Linked DNA regions of Pan troglodytes: region 2 is linked to region 1. The links are chromatin contacts, called in public Hi-C maps. All regions are on one chromosome and are shown on one strand. The core of a region is the stretch at or near the end of the contact, and the rest is flanking DNA. Distances in the headings are between cores, read along the strand shown. Region 1 overlaps LOC104005986 (a long non-coding RNA gene). Region 2 holds the start of NKX3-2 (NK3 homeobox 2).

The links. Hi-C and Micro-C count contacts between places; a contact is called where the count stands out from the background.
Region 2: a Hi-C map of stem cell-derived neural progenitor cells shows a contact between it and region 1, with 1.9 times the contacts expected there. The contact joins the promoter of NKX3-2 here to the enhancer-like site in region 1. A contact is called at or near these places in 2 of 7 Hi-C or Micro-C datasets (induced pluripotent stem cells and stem cell-derived neural progenitor cells) and 1 of 1 datasets of contacts at active chromatin or transcription factors (stem cell-derived excitatory neurons).

What each region holds. Positions count from the first base shown.
Region 1 is chr3:13,714,633-13,717,680 of NHGRI_mPanTro3-v2.0_pri, reverse strand. It overlaps LOC104005986 (a long non-coding RNA gene), which reads left to right. Exons shown (of 7, transcript XR_008547441.2): 2 at 416-467. Among named protein-coding and RNA genes, the nearest start is that of RAB28, 240 kb to the left of the region's middle. Within about 2 kb of position 1,445, at least 2 of the 24 cell types and tissues checked have an H3K27ac peak or open chromatin away from gene starts, as enhancers often do. A contact at or near this core is called in stem cell-derived neural progenitor cells, where this site is marked.
Region 2 is chr3:14,015,449-14,018,496 of NHGRI_mPanTro3-v2.0_pri, reverse strand. It overlaps NKX3-2 (NK3 homeobox 2), which reads left to right and starts at 1,631. Exons shown (of 2, transcript XM_003954369.5): 1 at 1,631-2,285. The coding sequence starts at 1,820.

The DNA.
Region 1 (3,048 bases), core at 196-2,695:
TACAGGCAAATCAATAATAATAGTTGGAGACTTCAATGCCTCAATTTGAATAGGACAATTGGGAAGAAGATCAGTATGGGACTAAACTACTTCATCAATGCTAAAATTCAACTAGATTTAATAGGCATACACGGAACACTGCCCAGAAAAAATCAGAATAAAATAAGTCTGAAGTATGGAATCCCGTATGAAAAGTGTAATGAGTTGGGACTGAGAATAATTAGAGAGTAGAAAATAGGAAGCCAAGATGGGTTTAAGCAAAAGGAATTTGTAAAAGGCAAAGTGGTTCACATGTTTGTGTCTTCAGATCTTGAAGACATCCAGCTGAGTTTTCTGACACGATTTTCTTTCATCAGGATACACCCCCTACCCCCACTTAATCACCCAAGTCGTAACCTCTCCTTCCCCTTTACAGATAAACCCTGGTGTCTAACACATTCTACTTTCATCTCTACCCTCATCAAGAGGTAAGCTTGCAAAAGTGTTGAGACTTTGAAAGACTGAAGATAAATAGCTCAGAGATATCAAATTTGGAAGTATTTAAGAGATTACTAGCCAGTTCTAAGAGGACGGCACCTAAACTGGCAGTCCAGAAACTGCCAGTGTGTTCTAAATACCCTGACTTGCATTTAAAGCATAGGTTTGTTTTCCATTGCAATATAGAGATTCAGCACTATCCATGCCTATGGGTGCCTCACAATTTTTGTACAATGGTTAAATGCTAAGTTTTCCCTGTAGAACCACATGTGTATAGGGAATTAATTCTGCCACTTAACATATGTGTAGTATTGCACAGCTTAATCTCTTTAAGCCTTAGAATCTTTATTTGTAATAATAATAATGTCTATCTCATTGTGATGTTGTGAGAATTAAATGAAATAATATTGTAAACTATTTAGCTGAGTGTCTTTTGTGTAAGGAGTTAATATCCTTACCCAGATTAAATGTTCTTCAAAGGAACTCAGCCTCATTAGACTGGGATTTAGATCTCTGTCCAGGAGAAATCATTCTTTTAATTTAGGCAAATTTTTTTCTGGAGCCTTATTGCAACTGGTCAAGCTATATTAGAAATGAAGACCTATTGTACTAACCGCTCCCCAAGGACTCATTCCTCCCTGCTAATGTAGCCCAGGGAGCAGAGGCATGAAATAGTTAAATAGGAAAAATTCTGACTTGCTCCACACAAGGCAAATGCTTATTAACATTATACAGGAAATATCAAGTCACCCTGCTTCCAGCCAATGGAGCAAATCCATTTGTATGTTAGACCTCCCTCAGTTGACCATTTTACAAAAAGTTGTCAAATATAAAACTAGCCTTTTATTACCACAGCAAAAAAGCTTAGAGAAAAGCACAAGCTGAAGCTGAAAATATGACCTTGACTCAGGAAAGGAAGTGGCAGATCGCGAGAGAAGAGAACAATGTGAGGCCCTAAGAGGATTAACATAGCCTGGAGGAAGACAAAAAATCCAGAGTGGACCAGAGCTGGGAGTCTTTTTTACTCTGTCCAGCTAGAAACTTTCTAACATTTCTTAGCAAGGAAGAACTAAAATTGATTGTTTTTTTAATGGATACAAGCTTAGATTGTCAATGGAGAGAATTGTAGCTAGTTTTCAACGTAAAGCATGGAAGTCAATCTTTTAAAATTAACTGTTATTATAAAATCCTGAGTTTAAGACCCCTCCAGGCATTGCTCTTTAGAGACACCTGAGCTGCTTGAACAGAACTGTCTATTTCAGTTAAGATTCTGGTGCCAGAGTGAGGAAAACCATGTGGGGAGCAGTTTTCAGAGTACTTCTTTAGCCAGTTTACTTCTGCTTAATGACAACAGAGGACTTATTCTCTTGTACACCCTCTGTGTCCTCCACTGTAATGAGAAACCCAGACAAATAACTTCTTAAGGTACCTCAGGTTCTAGAAGCCTCCGATACTGCCATAACATTGACATAAAACTTTTAATCCCCACCTGGTAGTGAATCTAAGTAGCAAAAAAAAAAAAAAAAAAAAAAAAAAAAAAGCAATGTGAAGTGAGTTCTTCCATCCTGGGGGAAGGAAACTCAAACAATTTCCTAGTGACCTCATACAGCTTGGGCACAGAAAGGAGTAAGGAATAAAAGGTGATAGAAATAAGATTTACATTGATATATTAGGTGAGGGTTACTGGCCGTGGTCTGCCTTTTCAGTGGAGTTAGAAGCTGCTACAGGATATTTTACCAGTTACAACCTATGTATGTGAGAAGGAGCCTCCTATTGGGAACTTTTCCAAGGTCTAATAAAGCTGTGCTTTGCTCTTTCTGACCTTGGCCCAGCGACAGGTAAGTCCCACAACTTCTACCACCTTATAAACACTGAGATGGGCCATGAGAAAGGAATATAGAGGCTCTATTTAGAGGATTAGGTCAACAAGCAGGCAGAAAAATGTCAAAACCACTAATCTAATTTACTGATGCTCTTAATGGGAGAATATAGGAAAATTTTTTGCCATGTACTACAAATATGCCTTCAGCATCTTCATCCAGAGAACCCCAAAGTTAAGGAATTGCACAAAGAACAAGTAGTGTTACTGACCCAGGCAGAGAGTGGAAATGAAGGGAAGAACTCAGAGGTGAGCTTGGGTAACAGGCTTCTCTCCTTTCCTTTCCTTTCTTTTCCCTTCCCTTCCCTTCCCTTCCCTTCCCTTCCCTTCCCTTCCCTTCCCTTCCCTTCAATTCCCTTCCCTTCCCTCCCCTCCCCTCCCCTCCCTTCCCATTTTCTTTTCTGTCTTCCTTCCTTCCTCTCTCTTTCTTTTGTGTTTTAGATGTAATTTGAGTGTTTACTGTATGCCATGGTACTATGTTAAGAATTAGGAATAGAAAGATTAATGGTGCAAGTCTTGCCATTGACTTATTAAAAGAATTTTATCAAGAACCTAAGTAATGACTAATGAACAACACCTAGTTCCTACTCTTTGAGAACCCTCAGTTTGCTTTAGCCAACAATGTGCAATATGGTGGATAAATGGGTACAGTATCACAGGAATAGAGGAAGTAAGTCACTTTCCAAGGGCAG
Region 2 (3,048 bases), core at 382-2,881, 300 kb before region 1:
TGAGACTGAGAACTATGAATAGTCAGTGTATTTCCTTCTGCGGTGCAGAAAAAGAACAACCAAAAAGAAAGCAACAAGGGGAGATGCTATTTATTTTAATGACACCAAAACTACCAATCCTAGCAATTTAATAAATTAAAATCATAGTCCTTTAAATGTATTTAATGGTTCAAGTTTGTGTATTTGGTGTTAACTCTCTGGTAAAGTTTATGGAAAACAGTGAAGTACGTTAATTGAGCAAATTTTATATTAAAAAAGGAATAACACATTTAAAAATGTTTTTATATACCCACAATATTTGTGTTTCTTAGCTTGGTTCCTACTATTACATAATACAATGCATTTCTTATTTTTTAAAGAGCAAAAAGTGTTGTCACTTCTGGATCACTTTATGGTAATTCCTAGGTATACTTCTAAGCAAACAAACATATCTATTTATAATTTTATTCAACTCACAAGTAAGAGATATTTTTAAAAAACAAATTGAAAGGTTTTTTTTCTTCCTGATGCAAAACTTAACAAACTCCAATTAAATTCAATATTGGTCTGCCAGGGAAACGACCATAAAATTTACATAAATTCTCCCAAAGATGCCTTTCAATTCTTCTCCTGACTTTAGTTCTAACTATACCATTTTTTTCTAATTCCTCTATAAAAATCGAATCAAATCAAAGACGACGAGGAAAGAAAAATATTTCTAGAGTGATCTTAATTAACTGATCATTTCAGCAAAGAGCATTAGCAATGAAGAAGCGGCGAAACTGTAGGGAGAAAAAAAAAGATGCATTTTGTTCTTCGTGTTTATAATCCTTCCTAGAGAACAGAAACTACGAGCATGATTTATGGAACTGCATTATCTTGGATTTTCTCCGCAGATTTGACTCAACTTAGTATCAGTGTTCTGTTAAAGCGCTGGAATAAGTGGATACATCTGCAGAGGTAAGAAACGTGGTTTGGGGCGGATGAGCCTCCTTGTTGCTGGAGGGTGCTTCGAGGACCAGGCTTAGGAGAGAAGGGGTTAAGTCAGACCCTGTCTTTAGCGGCGCAACGTGCCCAGTTTTGTCTGTTAAAGTCAACGTCGCCCAACTGGAGCCAGCCAATGGACGGCCGGGAGCGCCCGGGACAGCCCAGTGGAGGGGTGTGGCCTCAGGCTGTCACTCAGCAGTGAGGAATGACACCCGGGCGGGAGGGGGGTGGTACAGTGGAACGCAAGGGAAGGAAAGAGAAAAGAAACAGATAAAACCAGGGCAGGGGGTAAAAAGGTGCCCCGCGCCTCTCGGAATCCAGCGGCCGCGGCCGCGGCTGCCGCCGCCGCCGCCGGGGGTGGGCTCCGGAAGAGCCTGCCCAGCAGGGAAGGGGAGGACGGGCCAGGAGCGAAATCCTGCAGGCGAGGAAGGGACAGACGCGCAAAGAAAAAGTGACTCGGGCCGTGCGCCCCGGCGGCGCTCGGGAGGGGACTGCTGCCACGGAGGGGCCCCCGCCAATCCTCCTTCACGTCCCCCGAGGGGGCAGACCCCAGCCCGCCCCTAAGGGCGAGAAGCGATGAGATAATCCAGCTGAGCTGCGAAAGGAGAGCGTCTGGCTCTGGATTCGGGGGGAGGGGGTCTCCGGGCGGGGTGGGCCTCTAAGGTGGGGGCGAGGGTCGGCGCAGATCCTGGGACGGAGTGGGGCGGGGGCTGCTGGGCCGCGCAGCAGTGGGCGGCGGCGGCCTCGCACACCCAGCTCACTCGCGCTGCGGCCGCCGGCGCTCTCTGTCCCGCTCGGAGCTGCTCGGCGCCCCAGCTGCCCGCCCCGCCGGCCGCTCAGGCCCGCGGCGCAGATGGCTGTGCGCGGCGCCAACACCTTGACGCCCTTCTCCATCCAGGCGATCCTCAACAAGAAAGAGGAGCGCGGCGGGCTGGCCGCGCCAGAGGGGCGCCCGGCGCCCGGGGGCACAGCGGCATCGATGGCCGCGGCTCCCGCTGTCTGCTGTTGGCGGCTCTTTGGGGAGAGGGACGCGGGCGCGTTGGGGGGCGCCGAGGACTCTCTGCTGGCGTCTCCTGCCGGTACCAGAACAGCTGCGGGGCGGACTGCGGAGAGCCCAGAAGGCTGGGACTCGGACTCCGCGCTCAGCGAGGAGAACGAGAGCAGGCGGCGCTACGCGGACGCGCGGGGGGCCAGCGGGGCCGGCCTCGCGGGGGGATCCTTAAGCCTCGGCCAGCCGGTCTGTGAGCTGGCCGCTTCCAAAGACCTAGAGGAGGAAGCCGCGGGCCGGAGCGACAGCGAGATGTCCGCCAGCGTCTCAGGTCTGCTGCGGCTTCGCGGGGATGGGGGCCGGGCTGAGGGGATGGACGCGGAGGGCAACCACGCCGAGTGGGGTGGTCGGCTTGAGCACCCTGCGCCCTGGGGCTCGGAGGCTGGCCAAATCCCGAAGTTCTGCGCTCTGGCGCGAGCTGCTCTATCACTTCGGGAACTGAGCCCGCGAGAGACCGGAGTAGCTCCTCAGAGCCCTGCGTCCTGGGGTGAGGCCTGAGACATCCTGGGCCAATGTGCATTAGACTGGGTTGGGAGAACCGCTGCCCCTTGCGTTCGGGAGTCTTTGAGTTCGTCGCCAGTGCTTTCTGCCGTGTCTGTCCCCAAATCCCCAAAATCAGGGAAGCGGAAAAGTGAGGGGTTCAGAGACCTCAGGTAGCCAGTGACCTAGCTCTGGACCAGAGACCTGCCAGTTCAAGGTCCCAGGGCCGGGCCCCACAGTAGGTGGATAGGTGGTGAAGAACACCTCCGAGTGGGCCAGAGCTGAGAATCTGCAGAACTAGAGCTTTGGGGAAAGGGCTGGTTTGGCTTTCTCAGACCCCAGGTCTGGGAGAGCAGCCCTAGGCCGAGGATCCCGGATTGGGTCTTTAGTTCATCCTGGAGGCAGGAGAGAGGCCTCCTCAGCCGTGGCCTGTCCTGTCCTGTGGTCTGGAAGACCCGGGTGCCTGCCCTAGTTGGGTACAAGCTTCTGTAGGCCTCAAGCACAGGGGACCGCTGGACCTTTCTGCTGGAGTTCTTCGGAAGGGCGGGTACGAG